2 separate regions of the Mus musculus genome follow, and region 1 is linked to region 2. A link is a contact called in public HiChIP or PLAC-seq data. All regions are on one chromosome and are shown on one strand. Each heading gives the region's core, a stretch centred on a gene start, on an enhancer-like site or on the middle of the called end of the contact. The rest is flanking DNA. Distances are from core to core; before and after follow the strand shown.

Region 1 (5,446 bases), core at 2,426-4,925, 710 kb before region 2:
CTCCACCTGGCTTCAACTAAATGAACTCAAATGGACAGAAGAAAGGTTTGCAACCTACTCAAATTAATTATCTAGGATTTGAACATTTTATTGGAAATTATATTAGTTATAAATGTAGTTCATTAAAACTGTCTCTAGGGGGCTGGTGAGATGGCTCAGTGGGTAAAAGCACCCGACTGCTCTTCCAAAGGTCTGGAGTTCAAATCCCAGCAACCACATGGTGGCTCACAACCATCCGTAATGAGATCTGACTCCCTCTTCTGGAGTGTCTGAAGACAGCTACAGTGTACTTACATATAATAAATAAATAAATCTTTAAAAAAAACTGTCTCTAGGACTCTATCCTGGAAAATAGCTGGGATGTATTTCAAAGGAAAAAATGCACATCTTTCAAATTTCTGCAACTCACACCATTCCTCTGGCAGCCCTTTACCTGGTCAGTCCATGATGCTGACACACATACTCTAATGAGTACCATCCTTTGAAAGTGGAGGCAACACAGCATGACTGTGTCTCTACTGAAAATCTAGCTACTCAATTATTAAAATAAAGACTATAAGGTGATGTCTCCCTAAAAGCCCAAATGGCAATTATTCTGTGAAATTTATGCTGTAGGTGACAAATCTAATAATTAGGATATAGCACGGTAAATGTTTTAATTTATGGAAAGAAAGAAATTAAAATTTATTAAGTAAAAACAAGGCAGTAAAATGGCCCGTTATTGCTAACCATAAATTTGTCTCAAAGCGTGAACTCGCTGATCCGTATAGACAGCACCTGTCCTCACCACTGAGCTCTTTTACCAAGCCCTAAACCAATACAGGAGCTCCCTGCTTCCTTAAGTAACCTCACTAAGCAGTCACTCGGTCAAGAGAGTTAGTACAATTAATACAAGAGGTCCCTCCTTTCATGAGTAACCTCACTAACCAGTCACTTGGTGGTGAAAAGAGTTAATTGGGAATCTGACCACTGGAAATACTGGTTGGAATGCTGTCATTGGATATATGCAAGGATACTCATACAGCTTACATACGTCTTCATGCTTAGCACAGGAAAGGAGAAAATTCCCTCTATTTAAGTCCCTCTAAGCAAGGTGGGAAATACCATATTCATTACACAGGCAAGCACTCCTGGGGAAAGATGGTGTGGTCAGGAGTTCCTATGGTCAAGTTTCAAGGCCCCTGTATTTCCAGTCATCTTGTACTAGCTCCACCCCTCACAGGTCATCAAGATGAGGGTAAGAACAATGCTTTGATCAGAAGCCTCATTTTTTTCTGCTGTCTCTGCCAACTAGCAAGCTCAGGCAGCCCAGCCAGCTCGCACCACTGCCAGCAAGCCTAGCTGTAGGCACTGGAGCAGACTCTCCTGCTCTTTCCTGAGTTACAGGATACTGAAGTCTGAGATTAATCTCTGAGGATTTAAGCAACGAAAAGCAATCCTGGGGTCAAGTGGGGAGACTGACCCCACTTGGGTTTAAAAGAAAAAAAAATGAGAAAGTACTGGGACGAGAGGAAGGGCTGATACTGGGTTGTAAAGAGAATAAGTAAATTTAATAATAAAAAATAAAAAATAAGAGTTCTCTCACAACATTGTCTGGTTATTTTGCTTTCATGTTGGCACTGGAAGTTGTTGGTTTAGTCTCATTCTTGGCCAGTTATCCCAGTTAGATGGGAAAGTCAGAGTGACTAGCAACCAGTAAAACACAAAACTGGGTATGCAGGGTAACTGGTTTCTTCCTGTTTTCTCGGGTCTTCAGCAGTTACTAATCTGGTATTACCCTCTGACAATGAACCGGATCTCAAAGCAGACTTTTCCAGAGCCCGAGACACAAGGTAAACTGAGTCAGAGCAACCTGGATTTGAACCTTGCTCTCACTGTGCTATTGCTTTATTTATGGCCTTTCCCAGTCACCTGACTTCTCCAAGTCTGCTTCCTTATCTGCTAAGGGAAGAATCTTTATTTTGCAAGACTGTTCCATACAGTGAAATGAAAGCCATTGGTAGATAACCGGGAATCCTGGCTTTAGAGAGAGAGTATTAATAAAGGCAACGCATGCATCAGGAGGATCCTTTGCTTGCAAGCTTGCTTTTAAAGGATACCCAGGGGGTAATGGGAAAAGGTTCAGACAGCTCCAGAGAGCTTTTAGCCTGGATTCACAACCCACAGCAAGGTATATGAGGGGGTCACAATTATATATTATGTCAACGTACTACTTCCCCTTAAGCAATGACAGCACCGTTTGTGATGCTCTCTACGCTCTCTCCGCAGAACAGACACTGTATTTCTTAATGCAGTAGGAAGGGCCCAGTGCCGTATTTTCTGTTGTTATGGCGAAGCAGCATTTTCTCGCACAACACTGTATGCTCACCTGTGGATGGGGAAAGCTTCCATCCTCAAGGAAATGAATTTCTAACAAGCTGAACATGTGTTCCCACCTTCTCCCACACTGCCCAACTGTGGCCACACATCTGTGATTTCCTATCTTCTAAGTTAGTAGCTGGTCCTAAAATTCAATGAGCTCATGAAGAAATGGCAAAGACACATTAAGATTCAAGGGGGAATGACAAAACCAGCCAACCAATCAAATTAAAAATAAAAATAAACTGTTCTTTTTGACAAATGTTGAGATAGGGCCAAGATCTTTAATGTAGAAATATTTCTCCCTATTTAATTTCTGAAAATCTGTCTTTCTTATTATCCTAACTTAAAACTTTTAAGGAGTATTTACATGGAAAAAGACTTAAATGTGCAAACCTCCTCACTTCACATGTGGCCCCACACAAAATATTAACTTTTCTGACTTGTCCTCAAGTTTACAAATGAGACTCTACACCTAGAGAGAGTGCATGGAATAACAGACTATGTCACATTGCCAAAACTTCAAGCACAGCCAGAGGGTGATAAGAAACTCTAATCTGAGGAGTGACATACCCTAAATATTCAAGTCAACATTTGCTTTCTTCCATACACAGATTAGATCAGTATAAAGCTGGAAGATTTGATTATGGCTGAGAAAGAAACAACTGACTTGAACCAGCTAAACTCTAATTGAAAAGAAGAAGCTGGATGCTTCGGACACTTCCTGGGGAGACACAAAAACTCATGGACACTTAAAGGGGAAGCAAAATGTGTGCGCGCGCATACCAAGCTCTCAGTTGTCAAAATGTGTGTGTGTGTGCACATATACCACGCTCTCAGTGGGCAATAATCTGCACTAATCATAAACAGTACATGATAAGATAAAATTGCTGGCCTGGAAATGTTTTTTAAAATATGAATTTCTGAAGAAAAAAATGAAAGAAGGCAAAGGAGTGAAGAGGGGAGAAAGAAAAAACATAGAATTATAGAAATTGACAACCAAATACAATGTACAATCTTTGACTAGATTCTGGAATGAGAAAACAAAAGATACACTTGAAAATGAACTGTGCCAAATAATGGCACTGTGTCAAGGTTAGTTTTTCTGAGTGCGACATTAACAGGGATCCATATATGAGAATGTTTTTTGTTGTTCTTAGGTGATAAATGCTGAAATATTTAGAAATAAAGTCCTATGCTATCTGTAACTTATTCTCAAATGGCTCATCTAAGGGGGGCAGCCTAAGGGCAAGGAGAATTTTCCCTGTACTGTTCTCTCAGTCCTTCTACGAATGTGAATGATTTCTAAATAAAACTGTAGGGGCGAGGCATGGTGAGGTGTGATAAGACTCCCACACAGAACAGAGAAGGACAGAGAGCTGGGGGAGGGGAGGCTGTTTGTAAATCACAAGGGCATCTGAAGCTTCTATGCACCGTTGCTAAAAATAAGTTTTAGAAATGAAAGCATCCTATATACTAACTGTATTGACCTAAATCTTTCTATGTCACGGATTCAATTAAGTTATAGGATATTTTGAGACCCCTATATAGGTGATAAAGTATGGTGCAATCAATCCTCAGTAAAATGGAACAAAAAGAGTCTGTGAACAGAGAATTCTATAACATCTATATAGAACATAAAAATTCTACATATAAGTAGCCATGTGTATTTTTAAGAATATAAAAATGTTCTTTTAAAACATATTTTACCTAATACTCATTCTTGCATATACAGTTGGATTGACCCCACCCTACCCCCACTACTCCCCCCCACCCCACCCCTCTCTCTACTTTACCAGTTATATCTTTTTTAGTGGAAAACACACTTACAGAGTTGGAAAGCTGGCTCAGCCATTAAGAGTATGTACTGCTCTTGCAGAGGACCTGAATTCTGCTCCTAATAACAATGTAAAGAGACGCATACCCCCCCAGCACTTGTACCCCCCCCCCACGCCTCTGGCCTCCAAGGGCACCTGTATTCTTGTGAATATATTCCTACAAATACAAAAGAACATACATAATTAAAACAAAACAACAACTTTTTTAAAAAGAAAGAAAATACATTTAGCTTCCCTAAATGCTATAAGTGACCTTACTTTTTACTGATACTTGCATTCTCTTGTCTTGCTGGGTAAATATGTGTGTACACTTTCCAATCTGTGCTTTTCTGAAAGAAAGGGGTTAGGTGAAATTTTAGTTTTAACTATTACTCAGGTTACTGTGCCATCTAAGTTACTTCAGGGGAGTGGTAGGTATTAGTACCACCATCATATTGGCCATGATAAAATGAAAGTACTTATATTTTAAAGATGAAAAGTCAAGAACTGAATACTATAATAATATCAAATGAAATCTATGTGCCATGTGAGAGGCCAGGAAGTGCTTTCACGGACATGGATTTCTCTGCACAGATGTAAACTGGAAGGAGTAAGGTAAATAGGCTGGCTAGCTGACTGTGATAAACAAACAAAGGTAGTGGCTGGCTCCAGGCATTCTAAAGGTTTACAAAAGCTGTAAAGAAAAGGTCCCTGGTTGTATTTTGCTGGAAGTGAACAATTAGCAAATACTGCAGAAAGCAGCGCAGCCTGGTGCTTTACACTAAGATTGGTAGAAAGGCACCTCTCACCCATAATTTTAGGTAGGTTGCTGGCCTCCCTATATCATTGGGTCAATCCCCAGCTGCCTCACCTACCAAGTGGGGTTGCTGCCCCTGACCTTTCGCTCTGTGATGGCACGAGTCTGACAATCACAGATTCTCACTCGTCTAGGTCTCATAAGGAGGCTGCAGAGCATGAAAGAGAAGAACCCTTGGTTATGATTCTTGCTTGAATCTCCTGTGAAAGGAGATTCAAACATCAAAATTTAGAAGGGAACATTTTAAGGCTCCTAGAAACACTAGTGTATTTTCATTTCTACCTATTGTTCCTGCCAGCTTGAGTCTTTTCTCAAGGGACGTGACTGGATGTGGAAGGCTGAGAGGCAACAAGCTCACTAGCAAGAACTCTCTGCCATGAGGAACAGAATGCTCTTTGAGGAGCACAGCCTGAATACCTAACTCTGCCAGAATCATCCAGCCTAGATTTGCCAT
Region 2 (5,415 bases), core at 1,050-3,549:
TGGCCTCTGCATCAGCTCCTGCTTTCTGACCTGCTTGAGTTCGAGTCCTGACCTCCTTGGTAATGAACAGGAGTATGGAAGTGTAAGCCGAATAAGCCCTTTCCTCCCCAACTTGCTTCTTGGTCATGATGTTTGTGCAGGAATAGAAACCCTAACTAAGATAGCCTCCCTGCCTCCACAGCAGGTCTTCATTTGGCCACCCTTCTCAGCAAGCTGAACTTACCATCATCAGGCTTCCACTATTTCTACTCACAATGCAGTGAAATACCTAGTTCTTTTAGGTAAATTACTTCTGCTCTCCAGTTGTAGTTTAAATAGTTTCTTTAGGCTGACTGATCTGCAGTTACTGTGTGCTGAGTCTGAGAGTGAGTTTACTTGTATTTATCCTGACTGACATTCTCTGAGCTTTACATATGTATACTTCTTCAGTTTTTAGTAGACTCTTCCCCATTCTTCTGTTTCTTTTTAGAAGGCAAATGAGAGGCATGCTAGAACAAGGATTTTTCTTCAATTCACTTGTTGTTGAAGCTTCACTGTCCCCTGGAATTTTACCTTGGAGCTTTATAAGAATTCTTTGTGTCTTTGGTGGAATTTATACTGCTTCAGAGAAAGTTAAATTTGCTTGAGCTAAGCTGCCTAGGAATAGAATCACCTGATCACCACTTTAAAGCCACTGCTCAAGAAAAGATGACAGCAAAATGCAAACGATGATGAGATCTGTCATTCTGACAAGGACTCCCCCACAGCTTCATCAGGTCAATGTTATCTGAGTTACTTTTATTCCAAGTTGTTACTGCATGGGTAGAAGTCACAGTCAACAGTGGTGGAAGGGGTCAGGGGGTAAAGCTGCATTGTTTAATCTCAGCTCTGTGGCATCAGGAGATCAGAGCTGACAAACAGTCATGTGATCCTATCATCAGGACACCAGATCACAAGCAACTTAGCAATGAGTGCACACACTGGGAGAAGATAAAAACAACCTGTTTTATAGAACCCTGGCTCAAGGAGGGGAGAGGAAAAGGGGTGGGAGGAAGGGGACATAAGTAGAGGACATGGGGGGTGGGGGTGGGGGGAGAGGCAAACCTCATAGCCTGAGAGCTGTGGGCCATCCCTCTTGTCAGCCCTCTCCTAGCTGTCTGGAGGAACTTTTACTGTAATAAACTGCTTGCTCAGCTCTTCTGTAAACCCATTTGAAATTCCCTCAGATGGCAGGCAAGAGCTAAGGGAGCCGGATAACAAGGGTAAGAATGAGATACAGAAACTGATAGAGCATATCGCCTGTAAAATGGGTGATGTCTGTCCTAATGTGTCTACTGAAAACTACCTGGCACAATATTCCCATTCATCTTCAAGTCAGTTAATTTACTTTAACACACCTCCTTATTCACTACTCAACCAGTGAGGGAGGGGGGCTATTATGAGAGCCTATAGGCATTCAAACTGTAAGGTGTCAGAAAATCATTTCTACTTGTGCTTGTAAATAAACAGAAGACTTTTCTAACTTACTAAGAAGTAGGGCTGGAGACAGCAACCAGTAAAGTGCTTGCCACGCAGGAGGACCTGTGCTCAATGCCCAGACCCCAAGACCCGACTAGTGCTTCTGATCTTAAAACCTATTTGGAAATTTAAGTCTCCCAGCAGGAGACAGAAGGAAGGTCCCTGGAGCTCACTTGTCACAAAAACAAAACAAGGTGGACAGTGTGTGAGGAATAACTTCAGAGGCCGACCTCTGACCTCTACGTGTATGTGCACACAAAGATGCAGGGACACACCAGTATGTGTACATAATACCATGTCTGGAAAATCTGATTCCACTAGCATTTGGAAAGTGTTAATACTGTCAAATTAACAGGACCTACAACCACCCAGGAAAGCAGATTTTGCCCTTGCCTGTACCTGTCTCCTCAATTAGGTTAACTGATAACTTAGGCTCTAAAGACCCACCCTAAAATTAGGAAGTAGCATTCCTTTACAGGCTGGGTCCTGAACTGAACAGAAAGGGGAAGCATTGCTGGGCAGCAAGAATGTAACCTGAATGTCACTGGAGGGTCCCCTCATGACAGCCCATCATCAACTGTGAGCCAAAATCAGCCCTTTCTCTTAACAAAAAGTTGCTTTTGTTAAGGGCGTTTTATCACAGCGACTGGAATGAGGTGACATGCTGACCCTCTTATTCAGCAGTCACATGGTAATTTGTCTTGTAAACATATCTCACCGCATGTCCTCCTTTGGAGTAGTGCTTCAGGGATCACGTGCCTCACTCAGAAAGGAGGGGGAAGTAAAAACTAGAGCTGCAGAGATAGCTCAGCCTGTCACGTGCTTGGTGTTCAAGCATGTGTTCCTGACGCCGATGCCCGGTACCCACGGGCAGGCCAGGGGCAGCTCCCAGCACTGGGAAGAAGACAAGAAGATTCCTGGTGTTTACCGGCCATCTAGTCAGGTCCAGCCAGAGACCCCGTGTTAAAGACAAGGTAGGCTGTTGCTGTGTCTGAGGAGATACAACAGCTCAGGTTGTTCTCTGGCCTCCAGATGCACGTGCAGAGTTAGGTGTGCCTACACACACATGCACATCTGCGTACACACATTCACGCTATATTAGTAACCACTGGCAAAAGCTGTGTAATGGGATACAGGCATCTTTATTTTGTTTAAAAAAAAAAAAAAAAACTTATGTGTATGAGTTGAGTCTACGCTGCATACGTGCAGTGTCTACAGCGGCCAAAAGAGAATGTTGGATCCCACTAAGCAGCCTCGCATGGATGCCAGATGTTGAACTCAGGTCCTTTGCTAGAGTAGTATATGCTCTTAACTGCTGAGCCATCTCTCAAGCCCTGGGTTCTTTTGAGAGCCATTGGTTCTGAGAACACACTGTCATTCTTAACTTGTTCTGCATGTTGCATGCAAGTTTTCCTTTTCTTAAGGATTGTTTTTGTAAAGAATCCGTTTTGTAAAATGTAAAATCGTGCTTCAGACTGTTGATGGTGTTGAGATAGAATAAGCAAATGGTTTTCATTTTATCCAACCACTGTAGATGTCTGCTACGAGGGCGATTCATATGCCATTCTTGTCACTTACTTTGTTAGGTTACAGTTAAATTCCGGTGCAACTGGAATTACTGAAACAGAAAAGGCAAAAACTGCCCTGGAGCAGCTGCTGGGCCCTTTAGGAAAGCCAACACTGAAGAGCACAGGTGTGGCTGATGCTGCTTGAGGTTCTTAAGCGCCCTTTAATGGCTTTGGAGTGGGGAGTGTGCGAGCCATCTCGGAAGACAGCAGTGGAGAAGGAGCCAGTGGTTTTGTTTTTGCCACAAGTTCTAGGAATCTGCCCTGGAAGCAGTGCCCTTGCTCCCATGGGATGGCTCATCTCGTTGAGTTTTAAGAATCAGCCGTGTTGGTGGCAGCGGATACGGTGAGAGCAGAGTGGAGAGCCTGGGGAAGGCATGCAGGGCAGGGAAGCCAAAAGCAGCAGCTTTGCAGGGACGAGTACTGGAGACAAGGAGCTAAGTGTTGCGGAGCTGAATTCACGAATTGGCAGTGGGTGCAAAAACAGTGTTTAAGGGAAAGGAGCCGAGTCAGAGCCGTGACACTTTACTTCCAGCTTCAGACATGACTAGTTCTTGTTTGTTTGTTTTGTGTGTGTGTTGTCTTGTGTTCAATTCACACAGTTACTCTGGATGTTATGATAAATTTCCTCTACACATATATAATACTGAGTTGGCAAGAAGAATTGGGAAGTGGCTTCCATGGGCACATGTTAAGAGCAGTAAGTGGCATCCTCTAGAATCTAAGGTCTGCATTTGTTGCTTCTGTGTAAGCTAAGCCACCCAAAGAGGCACCCTTTAACATGTGCCTTGTATCCAGGTTAACTTTAGGAGCAACTTGAAAGTCCTTAGTTACTCAGAGGTTGGGAGTCAGGACACTACAGCTTTTTCTCAATGTACACTTTAATACTGATTTTTGCTTTTCTAACATTTCATTCTATTATTAGGGTTTCATTAAAAACAAAAATCAAAGAAATGAAAAGAAAATCAAATTAAAAAAATTAAATCTGAATAGTCAAATTGGTACAAATTCTCTCCTCTTTGTGAGACTTCACCATTCACCCTGGTCTGTCTTGGCATTTAAGTCATAGACTTGTGCATAGCAGAGTGACTGAGGTTAAGGAGGTAGAGCTTTTGAGCAGAAGGGGAATGAACGGTTGGTGGGTCTAGTTTCTGGTGTGGGGAAGATATTCAAAGGAACTGATGTCATTAGTTTGTAAATGATATGGGAAAAGAAAGGAGTTACAAAAAACCTGAGTTTTGATACTGGCACATCACCCATGTTGACAAGTACCCAGTTCTGAAAACTCCAGTCATCTTAGTTAAGAGTTAGTTTAGTAGGATGAGTTCTAGTTGTTTATAAACATTTTATTCTGTGCAGATTGTAGTTTTGATTTTTATTAGTGTTTTTATCCAGAGTGGAAATTGCTTTTAATTACTGATACATATTTATTTTTCTGTAAGAAAGATATATGTTTGCTTATTCCACATTAATTTTTTTGCAGAGACCAGATGTGGTGTGTTTCATGTCATTCATGCCAGCACTGGGAGACAGATACAGGTGGATCTCTGAGTTCAAGGCTAGCTGGTCTATATAGCAGTTGCAGGATTATACAGGGTCACACTGTGAGATCTCAAGAAACAAAAAAGAAGACCACACCACTAACAAAGAAACCATGCCCCCCAAAAGAAATATACATACATATATATGTACATACAAACATATATATTATACTATATATTTATTATATTTTATATATGTATACATATAAAATTTTTAACAGAAAAGACGTATGCCTTATAGTGAGGCTTTGAGAAGTTAAATCATGTAAATGTAAGCAATGAAAAAGAAAGATGGAGTTTGGGAATAGTTACTAACCTTAATCCCTAACCCAGAAGCTGATTCAAAATGTTAGAGAAGAGGGCTTAACTTGACAGAAAATGGTATGAATGACAGTTCCAAGGCAAAGGAAATCCTGTGCAGTGGACAGGATGCAATCTGGGCAGGCAGGTGAGCTGGGAATGTTTGGTGCGTGGGTACGTCTTCTCTTCAGGCTGCTGCCCCTCGTGTGTTCTGAAGTGCTACACGCTTCTTTCTCTCTTATTTCTTGATTAAGTGATTCCAGTTTATAGCAACACAAATGGTACTTTTGAAGTATATATCTTAATGATTTACTTTTTAAGGATTTATATCATCAAAGTTATGATTTAGATTGGATGAGGGAAGTATATGTAATCAATAGATTTAAATATTGAAGTCAACTTTATTACTTTTCAGCTTAGTTAAAGAAAGAATTGCCTATAACCAGGAATGGTACCCATAACTTCTCATTGGTAATTTGTAATTTTCATGAAGAAAATAATTTCAATTTCAA

What was found. HiChIP or PLAC-seq counts read pairs in DNA pulled down with a chosen protein or histone mark.
Region 1: an H3K27ac HiChIP or PLAC-seq map of microglia shows a contact between it and region 2, with 4 times the contacts expected there. The contact joins two enhancer-like sites. A contact is called at or near these places in 1 of 115 datasets of contacts at active chromatin or transcription factors (microglia) and 1 of 9 other capture datasets (embryonic stem cells).

What each region holds. Positions count from the first base shown.
Region 1 is chr3:85,590,525-85,595,970 of GRCm38.p6, reverse strand. The region is part of intron 2 of Gatb (glutamyl-tRNA(Gln) amidotransferase, subunit B); the gene reads right to left. Among named protein-coding and RNA genes, the nearest start is that of Gm46809, 17 kb to the right of the region's middle. Within about 2 kb of position 3,675, at least 19 of the 459 cell types and tissues checked have an H3K27ac peak or open chromatin away from gene starts, as enhancers often do. A contact at or near this core is called in microglia, where this site is marked.
Region 2 is chr3:84,880,870-84,886,284 of GRCm38.p6, reverse strand. All of the region lies in intron 3 of Fbxw7 (F-box and WD-40 domain protein 7), which reads right to left. Among named protein-coding and RNA genes, the nearest start is that of Gm40080, 5.1 kb to the right of the region's middle. Within about 2 kb of position 2,299, at least 56 of the 459 cell types and tissues checked have an H3K27ac peak or open chromatin away from gene starts, as enhancers often do. A contact at or near this core is called in microglia, where this site is marked.